Linked DNA regions of Mus musculus: region 2 is linked to region 1. The links are chromatin contacts, called in public Hi-C maps. All regions are on one chromosome and are shown on one strand. The core of a region is the stretch at or near the end of the contact, and the rest is flanking DNA. Distances in the headings are between cores, read along the strand shown. Region 1 overlaps Gm31686 (a long non-coding RNA gene). Region 2 overlaps Snx10 (sorting nexin 10).

The links. A called contact is a pair of places that touch in the nucleus more often than the background predicts.
Region 2: a Hi-C map of cerebellum shows a contact between it and region 1, with 2.2 times the contacts expected there. The contact joins two enhancer-like sites. A contact is called at or near these places in 9 of 484 Hi-C or Micro-C datasets (cerebellum, cortical neurons, embryonic limb bud and 6 more) and 2 of 115 datasets of contacts at active chromatin or transcription factors (astrocytes and large pre-B cells).

The regions. Positions count from the first base shown.
Region 1 is chr6:50,931,849-50,937,125 of GRCm38.p6, reverse strand. Gm31686 (a long non-coding RNA gene) reads left to right here. Exons shown (of 4, transcript XR_377658.3): 4 at 2,052-3,725. Among named protein-coding and RNA genes, the nearest start is that of Gm31686, 9.9 kb to the left of the region's middle. Within about 2 kb of position 3,360, at least 17 of the 459 cell types and tissues checked have an H3K27ac peak or open chromatin away from gene starts, as enhancers often do. A contact at or near this core is called in cerebellum, where this site is marked.
Region 2 is chr6:51,562,649-51,568,630 of GRCm38.p6, reverse strand. The region is part of intron 2 of Snx10 (sorting nexin 10); the gene reads right to left. It also overlaps the pseudogene Gm52883. Among named protein-coding and RNA genes, the nearest start is that of Snx10, 42 kb to the right of the region's middle. Within about 2 kb of position 1,845, at least 8 of the 459 cell types and tissues checked have an H3K27ac peak or open chromatin away from gene starts, as enhancers often do. A contact at or near this core is called in cerebellum, where this site is marked.

The DNA of each region.
Region 1 (5,277 bases), core at 2,111-4,610:
ACGCCGTTCTTTTCTAAAAGCGTAGTAAAAAAGGGAACTCGTTATTTGTCTAAACCTACCTTCCCCATAGCATATTTTTTAGGACATTCAATCATATCCCAGATTAAATTTTCCTCTTTGGTCTTTCGCAGACTTTCTGGAATTTTCATTTTAGTTCGATCTTTAAGAGTCAGAATTCTAAATTCTACCAGAACTACAAAAGAAGTTGGAAGCAGAAGAGAGCAGGGATTTTTGCAAGAGCTGGGGGATTGGCTCTTAGGTTGAATGGTGTGAAGTAGTTTATCCAGCATCACCCCTTAGTGAGTTAGGGGTATATCTGTGAGCTGTTCCCCTGCCTGGTGTCTCTCTCTAAGGATCCTCAAAGATGTCTTCCTCCCTTGGAAGTCTATGAGATCATGTATAAGCATAACCACGCCCCCTTGCCTTCCCTAAACATACTTCTTGGGTATGTCTCGCAACTGATGCCACCCCAAAGTGTAGATGCTTCTCTGGGGCATAACACACGCACGTGACAAGTGCGGCTTAGCTTTTCAGTCCACCTTCTGTGGCTGGAGTCCTTCTGAGAACAGATTGGCTCCATCCTTCCTGCCTGAGTGGTGCTAACTCACTAGTTAGCAGATGGGCATGGGGTTCAGTGTTCAGCACCGTAGTGGATATGTGGAGAGACACACAGCCAGGCACTGCTACTCTGGACAAGTTGTCCGATATTGATGAGTTAACAAAAAACGGAGTTGCCAAATGAACCTGATCCCTAGCTCGCCTTACCTGACTCCTGGCTAGATTTTGCCCACAGTTAAGTCACCATGGGAGGTGCAGGATGGTTTTTTGTTTGTTTGTTTGTTCCATTTTGTTTTTGTTTTGTGTTCTTTTTTCTAGAATCCCCCAATTTGTTATACAGAAGAGCTGAGGGGAGCTGAGATGAGATAATTCACATTCTTTGTTAGCTGATAGCAGATGTTAGACCTCATGATCAAAGGTGCTAAACTCTCTAAGAAGCAACATGCACACACACACACACACACACACACACACACACACACCCCACAACTGTTCACTAGCCTTAACAATACCTAAAATCCTGGAATGGTCACAAAGAGGGAATCTTTGACAATATCCCCCAGAGTTGATGAATTCCCCTGTGTGCACTCACCAACCTAAATGTTGCCTAGGGAGCCCTTTCAAATGCTACTGGTGGGGACAAAGGCTTTCTGCTAATCTCTTACAAACAGAGAAGTGTTTCTGTCTCATCTGTTTGCTGCATGGTTTTATGTGTGTCGTGCTGGTGAAGGGGTACCGAGACAAGTGGTTATGTGACCCCCCTGAAAGCCATAGCTACAAAAAGGTGCGAACTTGAATAATCACGAAGCTAATGTCATCTGAGAGGGCTTGGTAGAACTGTGGAGAGTTACTCTAAGCCCTGCTGTACCCACAGATGATGCGGCAAGCACAGCCTGGCTCTCTCTGGTCATGAGATGGCAGGTTGCGTGGAGGCAGGAGATGCTAATTGACTGGTGGGCTATTTAGAGTTAGGAGGCTGAGGTGGTGGGCCAGGGACAGAAGGTGAGGGATGCTGCCTAGGTCACAAACTCAATCATTGAAAGGCCCCTGTAATGCAAGCTGGAGCCCACAAGAGCAGCACACAAGGTGGAGGGATTCCCAGAGGTGCTGACGGTTCATCTTCTAGGTTAAACCAGAGGCTTTCCAAAGGCTGCTTGCTGCTAATGAACACTGAGGAGTGTTAGTACATGAATAGAAGAGATACCTTTGCATCAAATTAGCTTGGAAAATGCTTTATTGAACAGAGTCAGTCAGATTTCTTTGGTACCCAGGAGCCTTTAATCGGCTACAATGGTAAGGACTTAAGAAGAGGAGCCCTCACGCCGGGCTTCCCAAGCTTCTTTAATGTAGCATTCTCAAACTTTCCAGTTCTGAACCTTTTTTTTTTAAAGATTATCTCAGAATATCTCAGAATGAGTCTTCAGAGTAACACTTTTTGAAAGACAACACCCTATTGCATCCTAATTTACTTAGTATTAAATTCTATTTATCAGGTTTCAGCGTAAGATTTCAGAGGACAGGGCTGTCACACAAGCAAAGGATTCAACACATGGACTGGACGTGTGTGGCACCGCCCAAGCAAACCTGGAAGGGGCTGGAAGGATGCCCCCCACCCTTTCTCCTCATTTGTTTGATGCTGATGGTTCACACGCTTGAACATTATCTTAAAGGATGTAGAATGTAGATGCCCCATTTTCAGATTCTTGTTCTGTCATGGGTCTATGCTGAGTCTCTGAAGGCGGCACATGGGTCTCAGCTACGGTGGCCATCAGAGGTGGTGAGTGGGTCGGAGTTCGGGATGACGACTTGGACCTACTTGGACTGTCCGACTAACTATACCTTCTGCTGCGAAGACAAGAAGAACAAACACAGTTCCCAGTTTCTACAGCAAAGACAGTGCCAATTGATATTACACAGTAAAATGCAACGAGATTAAATCAATAACATCTGCAATAAGGCATAATGAAGGTAAAATTATATCTCTGGCTTCCTCAACAGCTGTGAATCTATTTTTAATGATCCTCATTTTTGGCAGTCAGCTAACAACTTCTAAAACGTCCTAGAAATCGGATTGTTAAGCAGATGAGCGCTGCAGTGGCTCAGAGTGTCATTAATCAGCTGCGGATCCATCTGCACAGGCGAGCTGGAAACACGGGGAACTCACCCACTACTCCCAGCGCTGAGCACCCCACTCTCAGACTGTGGGCAACCTTGCAAATGCTGAGAACAGCAAGGCAGGGACACTGGGGGTGGAGGTTGGGGGACGGGCGCTTTCTGGGAGGGGCTTGGGCTGTTGAACCAAAGGAAGAGACACTTCCAGTGGAAATGGAGTTGGTTTCACGTCTCTCTTGCAGGGTTTCTTTACCCAGGGGCCAACAGGAGCAGGGCTCCAACCAATCTTTCCTTTCAAACGTCAGGGCAATTTCCATGGGCTGGCAGATCCTCCACCATGTGCATCAAGTTATGGAAATATGACTGTCCTTGCTCTTTGTAACTGCCTCCACCTCTGCTTCTGAGGCTGCTTCCTAGTACCCGTGCTGGGGAGCGGGGAAGGGCGATCTCTTTGAGTGACCATTTTGTGCTATAGGAGACAGGCCTATATAGGAGACTGGCGGTAGGTAGCTCATCCTGTCCCCTCAGGTCCCTAGTCAGAAGATTCCACAGAGGATAGGAACTCACCTCTCAGTTTCCCCCATCATTGAGTGAGGGCCGGTGCCAGGGAAGAGAAGTACAGCCCTGTGCGTGGGGAAGGGAGTTTGGGTTCCTACGCAGTGAGGAGATGCCTGAGCGGAAGGTCTTGGCATGGCTGCCTAGACCAGCTTGGCAGAAGGGGCTGACCCCACAGGGAGCCTGCTTTCAGCTGCTGCACCTGCTGGCCACTGTTTTCATCTTTAAACCAGGGATTGGGCTGTAACATGGGTTTAGACTGGAGAGAACAGCGGCTGCGGGAGTTGGCTCATGACAAAGGATAAGGCAACTCAAGTGGACAGCTCTACTCAGCAAGAACACAGCTTGCAGTTTTCTGACTGTAGGAGTAGAAATGCTGTCAGTTGGTCAGGAGAGGAGGAGGTGGGGAGGGAGTTCTGTTAGGGTGGGACGGTATAATAAAACATGGGTCATGCAGAGTGTGGTAGCATCGACAGTGATGCCACTCAGGTGGCAGAGGCAGGTGAATCGTGAGTTCAAAGTCAACTTGAACTATGTGGGGATGCTACGTCTCAAAAAGTATATATAACTAAAAAATAAAAACAAATGGCTAAAAGCTAAAATGACACTGAATGCTCTTGGAAACTAAGACATCCAGTGATATGGGGAGGCGGGGGTAGGGGGAGGATGGGGGGAATGGGGTTTCCGTGAAGTGGACAAAAGATGGTCAGAAGCAGAAGGTGTGGAAGCCTAGGGAAAATGGGAAAGTTGATTCCATCAGGCTGATGGGGGCCTGGACACTAAATGAACTTCAGAGTCCCAGGGCTTGGCATTTAATAAGAAGGACCCCCGGGCAGCCTAGTCTCTGCACGATGGACCAGGGTGTGACTGACAGGCCAGGAGAGTGGTGAGCCTCGGGCAGGTAACTGACAGGCTTTACCTGGCTTCTTTTCCCCTCGTGGGTCTCAGTACCAGGATCCCCACATAAGTCAAAGGATGGCATGACTTATCCAGCATGGCTAGTTACAGGCATACTGGCCTCATAGCTCAGCTGGGGATGAAGGGATAGCTTTTACTGCCCTGGGACCTAACCCTCTGTCAGTGTTTAACTGCTCCCTGATGCTCATTGCCAAGGATGTTATACAGAGTTGCCAAGGCTTCCACCTCCGGTCAATTGGCTCCTTGGTTTGAAAGGGCTCTGAGGCTAGACCCAGGTTCATGGGCACCTTGTCCCAGCAAGAACTCACCTTCCAGTGTTTGTATGATCACATCTTGCTCATTACTCCCCTCCTGGTCACTCCCTCCCACAATCCTTTGCCCACCTCCTCTCCTCTGAGCGGCTGGGAGACCCCTGGGTATCCCTCTACCCTGGCACATCAAGTCTCTGTGAGGCTTGGCACTTCCTCTCCCTCTGAGGCCAGACAGGGCAGCCCAGCTAAAAGAACATATCTCAGGGATAGGCAATAGTCTTTGGGATAGTCTTGGGGGGGGGGGTTAACAAGCACTGCTTATGGGAGCTTGGGGTGGAGGCCAGAGGATAACCTTGGGTATTTTCCTCAGCCACAGTCTGCCTTTCTTTAGAGACGGGGTTTCTGGCTGGACCTGGGCTCTTCTTAGGCTAGGCTGGCTGGTCGCTGAGCCCCAGGGACCCCTCTCAGTGCTTAAGCAGTGCATGCTAACACACCTGGCTTTTTACTTGGGTTCTGGGGGCCAAATCTGAAGCCTCATGTTTGTATGACAATTACTTTCTGGACTGAACTGTCTCCCCAACCCTGAATGGATGGGGTCTTCACATGTACTCTCCAAATGGTCTCCATACAGTCTGACGGTTGTGATGTGCTTCCTGCCTTCACTATCATTTAAAATGCACCAACCGTGGAGGTCTGGAAGGAGCCACGGTTGCCAGCACCTGTGAAGCTGGCCTTGGCAGAGTCACCGGGCACTGGTTGAAGCTCTGATACGGTGCAATCCTCGCTTGATGGCTAGTTCTTGCCATTTAACATGCTATTATAGATGTAAATATATTACGATCTTGTAAATTTCATTTAAAAATAATTTGGTAGCTGCATTTTA
Region 2 (5,982 bases), core at 596-3,095, 630 kb before region 1:
TAAGAGGACTGCCATGAGTTTCAGACCTCCCCAGGCTAAATAATGAGTGGCGGAGCCAGCCTGGCCTACATGATGAGACCTTGCCTCAAATCTCTAAACAAAGAAAAACCTAACTTTCTTTCTTTTTCTTCTTTTCTTTTCTTTTTTTTTTTGGGGGGGGGGGGGTAATGGGGGGAAGGTGTTCAAGCCAGGGTCTCTGTGTAGCCCTGGCTGTCTTGGAACTTACTTCGTAGTCCAGGCTGGCTTAAATTCATAGAGATCCACTTGCCTCTGCCTCCTAAGTACTGGGATTAAAGGGTGCACCACCAATGCCCAGCCACCGCCCTTTCTTAAAGGGAGTCCAAAATGTTTCCATTGGAAACAAACTGTATCTTAAACCCTATCAACACTGTTCATCCATTCAGTAAGGCTCTTCATCTAAAATGGCAACAGATCCCTGGTATCTCTCTAGCACTCTTTTCCTTTGTTAGCTGATGGGGACCTGGCGGTGCCGGAACTCTCTTGGGACACCTGGGCTTGTCATATTCTGGGTACTCCCCGCCAAGCTCAACCAAGCCAGGTGTAACACGTGCACAAACCTTTAGCCCAGCACTCAGGAGGTAGCGGCAGGTACAGCTCTACAAACCTGAGCTCCTATTCAAGGCTAACTCGGTTTAGATAGTAAATTCCAGACCAACGAGGGCTACATATCGAGATCCTGTCTCAAAACACCAAAAGAATAAAAACAAAGAACCCATTCAAGTGTCAATGACTGGTGGTTGCCTGAGAGTCACTGTTATTCCCCCAACATGATGTAAATGTTCTTTAAAGAAGAAAATTAAATTTCCCTAATGCTGCAACCCTTTAATACAGTTCCTCACGTTGCGAAATAAAATAAAAAATAAAAATAATAAAAATAAAAATAAAATAAAATTATTTCTGTTGCTACTTCATAACTGCAACTTTGCGACTGTTATGAATCATAATGTAAATATCTGATATGCAGGATATCTTAAAGGGGCCATGACCTACAGGTTACTGCTTTAAAGGGAGAATACAGCTATCGTGAAGGAGGAAGTGATACACACGTGTGAATACACATACACAGCTGTAAACAGTCTCATCCCCTAGGCAGGATGCTCCAGTTACAGTGGCTGAGAAAGAAACGGGGCTCCTTCATCGGGGAGCAGCAGCCCTAGAGGGGGAGGAACAGGATGTGAGTCTTGAGGAAAACAAGCTTCCGGAGGCAGGGGACGAAGGTCCCGGGTGCTGCAGAGAAATAAGATTGCTCCTTCCGGGCATCAGATATAAAAATGGGCAAAAATGCCTGACCCCACAAAAGCTGCTGCTGGCTGAAGCCTGTCCCCTGTCACACCCACCTGCCTTTCCATTTGGATCTGGGTTCTGTCTCATTAAACACAAGGGTTGATTCAGTTGGGTCCGCCTAATTATTCTTATTAAAATATGTAACCATAATATTTTAATTGTAAATTAAAGTTGCATGCATGAATGAGCCTGAATTCATTTCAATTTTACAATGGCCCAATGCCAAGGCCTTTTTATAGGGACAATCCATCAGCTGAGATACTGCTCTCCTGGGAATTCGAACCAATGTGCAAATGGAACGTGTTTAACTAACAAGGGAGACTCTCACTCCCTTCCCTCCTCTTGCTAGATTTATTATGGTAATAAAGCTACCTCGACAAGAGAGACTACATTTCCCAAATCTTTTTTAAAAATTACCAAACCTCGAGGCTGGCACCACCAGCTATGACTGGCATGTCACTCCTGGCCATCTGCATCCTGAACAATGATGGCAAGTAGGTCTTAGTTCGCATGCCAAGCCCATGATTAATTAGGAATGGCTGCTATCTATGGGCATCAACTGGAAAGTGCTTATATAAATACTGGACTAACTTCTAGGACAACCAGTGATACTGCATTTGACCTTTGCATGTGTGATTAGGGGGATCTTGACTTTTATTACACTGAACAATAATCAATCACTAGACTCTACAGACTTCAATAACTCTAGCTGGCCTTGAATACAGGGTGTTCTTGGATTAATCAAGGAGATGAAATTACCTCTTGTGTATGTGTGTGCAACTCTGGCTGTCCTGGAACTCACTCTGTAGACTAGGCTGGCCTTGAACTCAGATCTGCCTGCCTCTGCCTCCCCAGTGCTGCCGTTAAGGATGGGCACCACCACTGCACAGCAAAAAGACCTTTTTAAGATCAGGTTGTTGGAAGAAGTCTCTTTTTGATTCCCAACAGAGGCTTGAAGGCACAGTGAGTGTCAGCCACCTTCAGCAATGTATGCAAGCGAAAGAAGGGCTAAAGCTGGGCAGGAGGGCACTGCCAGAAACAGCCCAGGGCCAAGACTGTGTGCAGAGCTTTCAAGGTTCTACAAATAAGCTCAGAACAGAGAGGAAGAAGTGCCCCAGAGCTGGGGAGAAGGAAGTCTGGAGAAAGACTTTGGGCCCGCAGGTCTCTAGAATACAAGTGCAGGAATTCTGGCTATGCTCATAAGGCTTAGCACTGTGGGTCCACATGGAGAACGGACAAACAGCTGATAAGCAGCCAGCTGTTACACTACAGCACATCAGGATCTCACCTGTCTATATTCACTTCTTCCTGATAGGAGCTAAGCTTAATCTCTGAACACTGCACATCTATTGGCATATCTATTTGCAGTATGTTTTCCCCTTTGCCATTGAAGAAATTGCCATTTTTAAATTCATTCATGATATAAGATTGTTATGAAATCATTTAATCAGAGATGACATTTTCAAGATCACTGATATGTTATCTTTATATAGTTGGTGTGATGGTTAATATTGATTATCAGTTTGACAGGATCTGGTATCACCGGAACAATAGAGGGCATTCTTGGAGTAATCGAGGAGAAGGAAGCGCCCCCAGGCATGCCTACAAGGGATTATCTTGCCTAGGTTAATTTAGGTGGGAGGTCTCACCCTAATCATGGGTGTCACCATTCCCTAGGCTTGCATCCTGGACTTTACAAAAGAACAAGGTTGAGCATGAGAATCCATAGCACTCTGCTTCCTGATTGTGGGCACAACATGATCAGCTGTCTCCATCTCCTGCCACCATGGCTCCCCCACTGAGACAGACTACATCATGAACTATATGAGCCAGAAGAAACCATTTCTCCTGAAGGTTGGTTGCTTTTGTCAAGGTACTTCCTCACAACAGCTAGAAAAGCAGCTAACACGGTACTCCAGTAACATGTCAAAAACAACAGAGCGTGGGAAGATAACCCAGTCTATAAAGTATAAAGGATTTGCCACGCAAGCATAAGGTCCTGAGTTTGATCCTCAGAATCCATATAAAAAGCAGGTCACAGTGGCATGCATCTGTCATCCCAGACTGGAGAGGTGGAGACAGGAGGATTGCCAGAGCTCGATGGCCAACCAATCTAACCCAACTGAAAGACTCCAGATCCCAGTGAGGGACTGATTCTTATTTTTTTTTTTTCAGTTTGGCATTAGCCTATATATTTCATTTTCTGTGAATGTAACGTCTAATAACTAAGTCTTACAGAACATAGCAAATAAGCAATATGCTACAGGAAAGTGACCAATGGGGAAAAAAATCACAGGTTAGTCTTACAGGTTGAGTGAGTTCAGGACAACCAGGGCTACACAGAGAAACCCTGTATCAAAAAAATAATAAATAAATAAAAAATAAAACACAAGTCTTACAGGTTGTTAACCACCATTACTTTAGTTTTTACTGAAACTCATGAACATGAACTGGAATATTTTTCTGGGTCGTGGAATGAGATCTTGTTTTTTAAAAAAAGAAAAATTGTAAGTGATAGTGTATCCCTTTAACCCCAGCACTCTGGAGGTAGAGGCAAGTGAATTTCTATGAATTTGAAGCCAGTCTGTTCTACATAGTGAGTCCCAGCCAGCCAGAGCACAACAAAAAAGTAATCCTCTATATAGAGCAGTGGTTCTCAACCTTCCTAATGCTCTAGCCCTTTATTAGGTATTGTGACCCCACCCCCACCCCAACATCAAATTCTTTTCATTACCTCATAACTGTAATTTTGCTACGGTTATAAATTATAATATAAATATGATTGTTTTCCAATGGTCTTAGGTGACCCCTGTGAAAGGGTCATTTGGCCCCCAAAGTGTTGGTCAAAACCGACCTCCTGAGAATCTGTCCTAGAGGAACTCTACCTACTTTCCTTTTCAGCCTGAGCAGCACCAATCCCTCCCCAGCCCTGGCTCATGGTGACCACGTTCTAGAATGTTCACTGGGCAAGCAGTAATGAAAACCGCAGGCATGTCAGAAGAGAAGCAACAGGACTTGGAACGTGCTACTACTCAGGCACAGGAGAAGTCCAATATACAGACTTTATCAAAAAGGAATTTGACAAAAAGTACCACTCTGCGTGGTTCTGCGACATGCTCCTTGATTCCTTCAGTACTTGTGACAAATGAAACCAAACACTTCACCTGTTTCTATCTGGGTCAAGTGGGCATTTTATTGTTCAAATCTGTTTTTGTTTTTGTTTTTGTTTTTGTTTTTAAAGGGGGGTTTCTCTGCCAAATACCCAGTGATCCATCCATTCATTAATAAAGATGTATCCTTAAGTTCCCAATAGTAGAGACTCAAATCTTCAGCCTTTTGTTTCATGTAAGACATCATCCTCTATACTAGTTAGGGTTTATAAAACAATTTGTAAAATAGCTTTAAAATGTATATTTACTTTCTATTGCATACTTCTGTGCAAAGTCTTTTTCTTAGTCCATGAGTGACTGATTCTTAACACACAAGTTGGACAGCCATCTGAGGAACAACACTCAAGGTCGACCTCTGGCCTCCACACACATGCACGCACGCACACACACAGAGGTACCCACACACTTGCACACACGCACACATACACAGGTACCCACAAACATGCACACACGCACACATACACAGGTATCCACACACATGCACACACACACACATACACAGGTACCCACACACATGCACACACACATACACAGGTACCCACACACATGCACACACACACACACATACACAGGTACCCACACACATGCACACATACACAGGTACCCGCACACATGCACACATGCAGGCATACACACATGGAAAGAAGTTGGACATGGTGGTTCACACCTAGTTAAAGACCATCTTGAGCTACATAGTGTATCTCTACCAGATATACAAGCTTTTTCCTGGTCATTCTCCCCTAAATGATATAGCTATTACCTCAGCATTTACATTGCACTTAGGATTATAAGTCTTCTAGAGATGTTTAAAGTATCTGAGAGGCTGGATATGGAGGCAACCCCTGTAATCCTAGCCCTGGGAAGGTAGAATCAGAAAGGTCAGAGAGTCAGGCCCCATCTTGGCTGCACAGTGAGTTCAAAGCCAGCCTGGTAGCCTGTCTTAAAAGACTGGAGAAATATGTAAATACTTGGAAGGACTGGGCAGGCTAGATACAAACACTGCACCAATTTTATACAAAGGGCTTGATCATCCTGAGACATTGGTGGGTAGTCTCCTAGAACCAATGTCTTGTGGATAGTGAAGGATAGCTGAATTAGCCCTACCCCAGATGGAACCCAGGAAACTGGGCTTTGGAAGTCTGTAAGTCTAGGATGCAATCAAGAAAAGATAGTTGGGCTGGAGAGCTGGTTCAGAGGTTAAGAACACTGACTGCTCGTCCAGAGATCCGGAGTTCAATTCCCAGCAACCACATGGCGGCTCAGAACCATCTGTAATGAGATCTGATGCCCTCTTCTGGTATTTCTGAAGACAGCTACACTGTACTCATATACATAAAATAAATAAATAATGTTTAAAAAAAAAGAATACTATTGCCAACACAGGAGTTATTTAAAAAAGAAAAAGAAGGGCTGGAGAGATGGCTCAGTGGTTAAGAACACTGACTGCTCTTCTGAGGGTCCTGAGTTCAAATTCCAGCAACCACATGGTGGCTCACAACCATCCGTA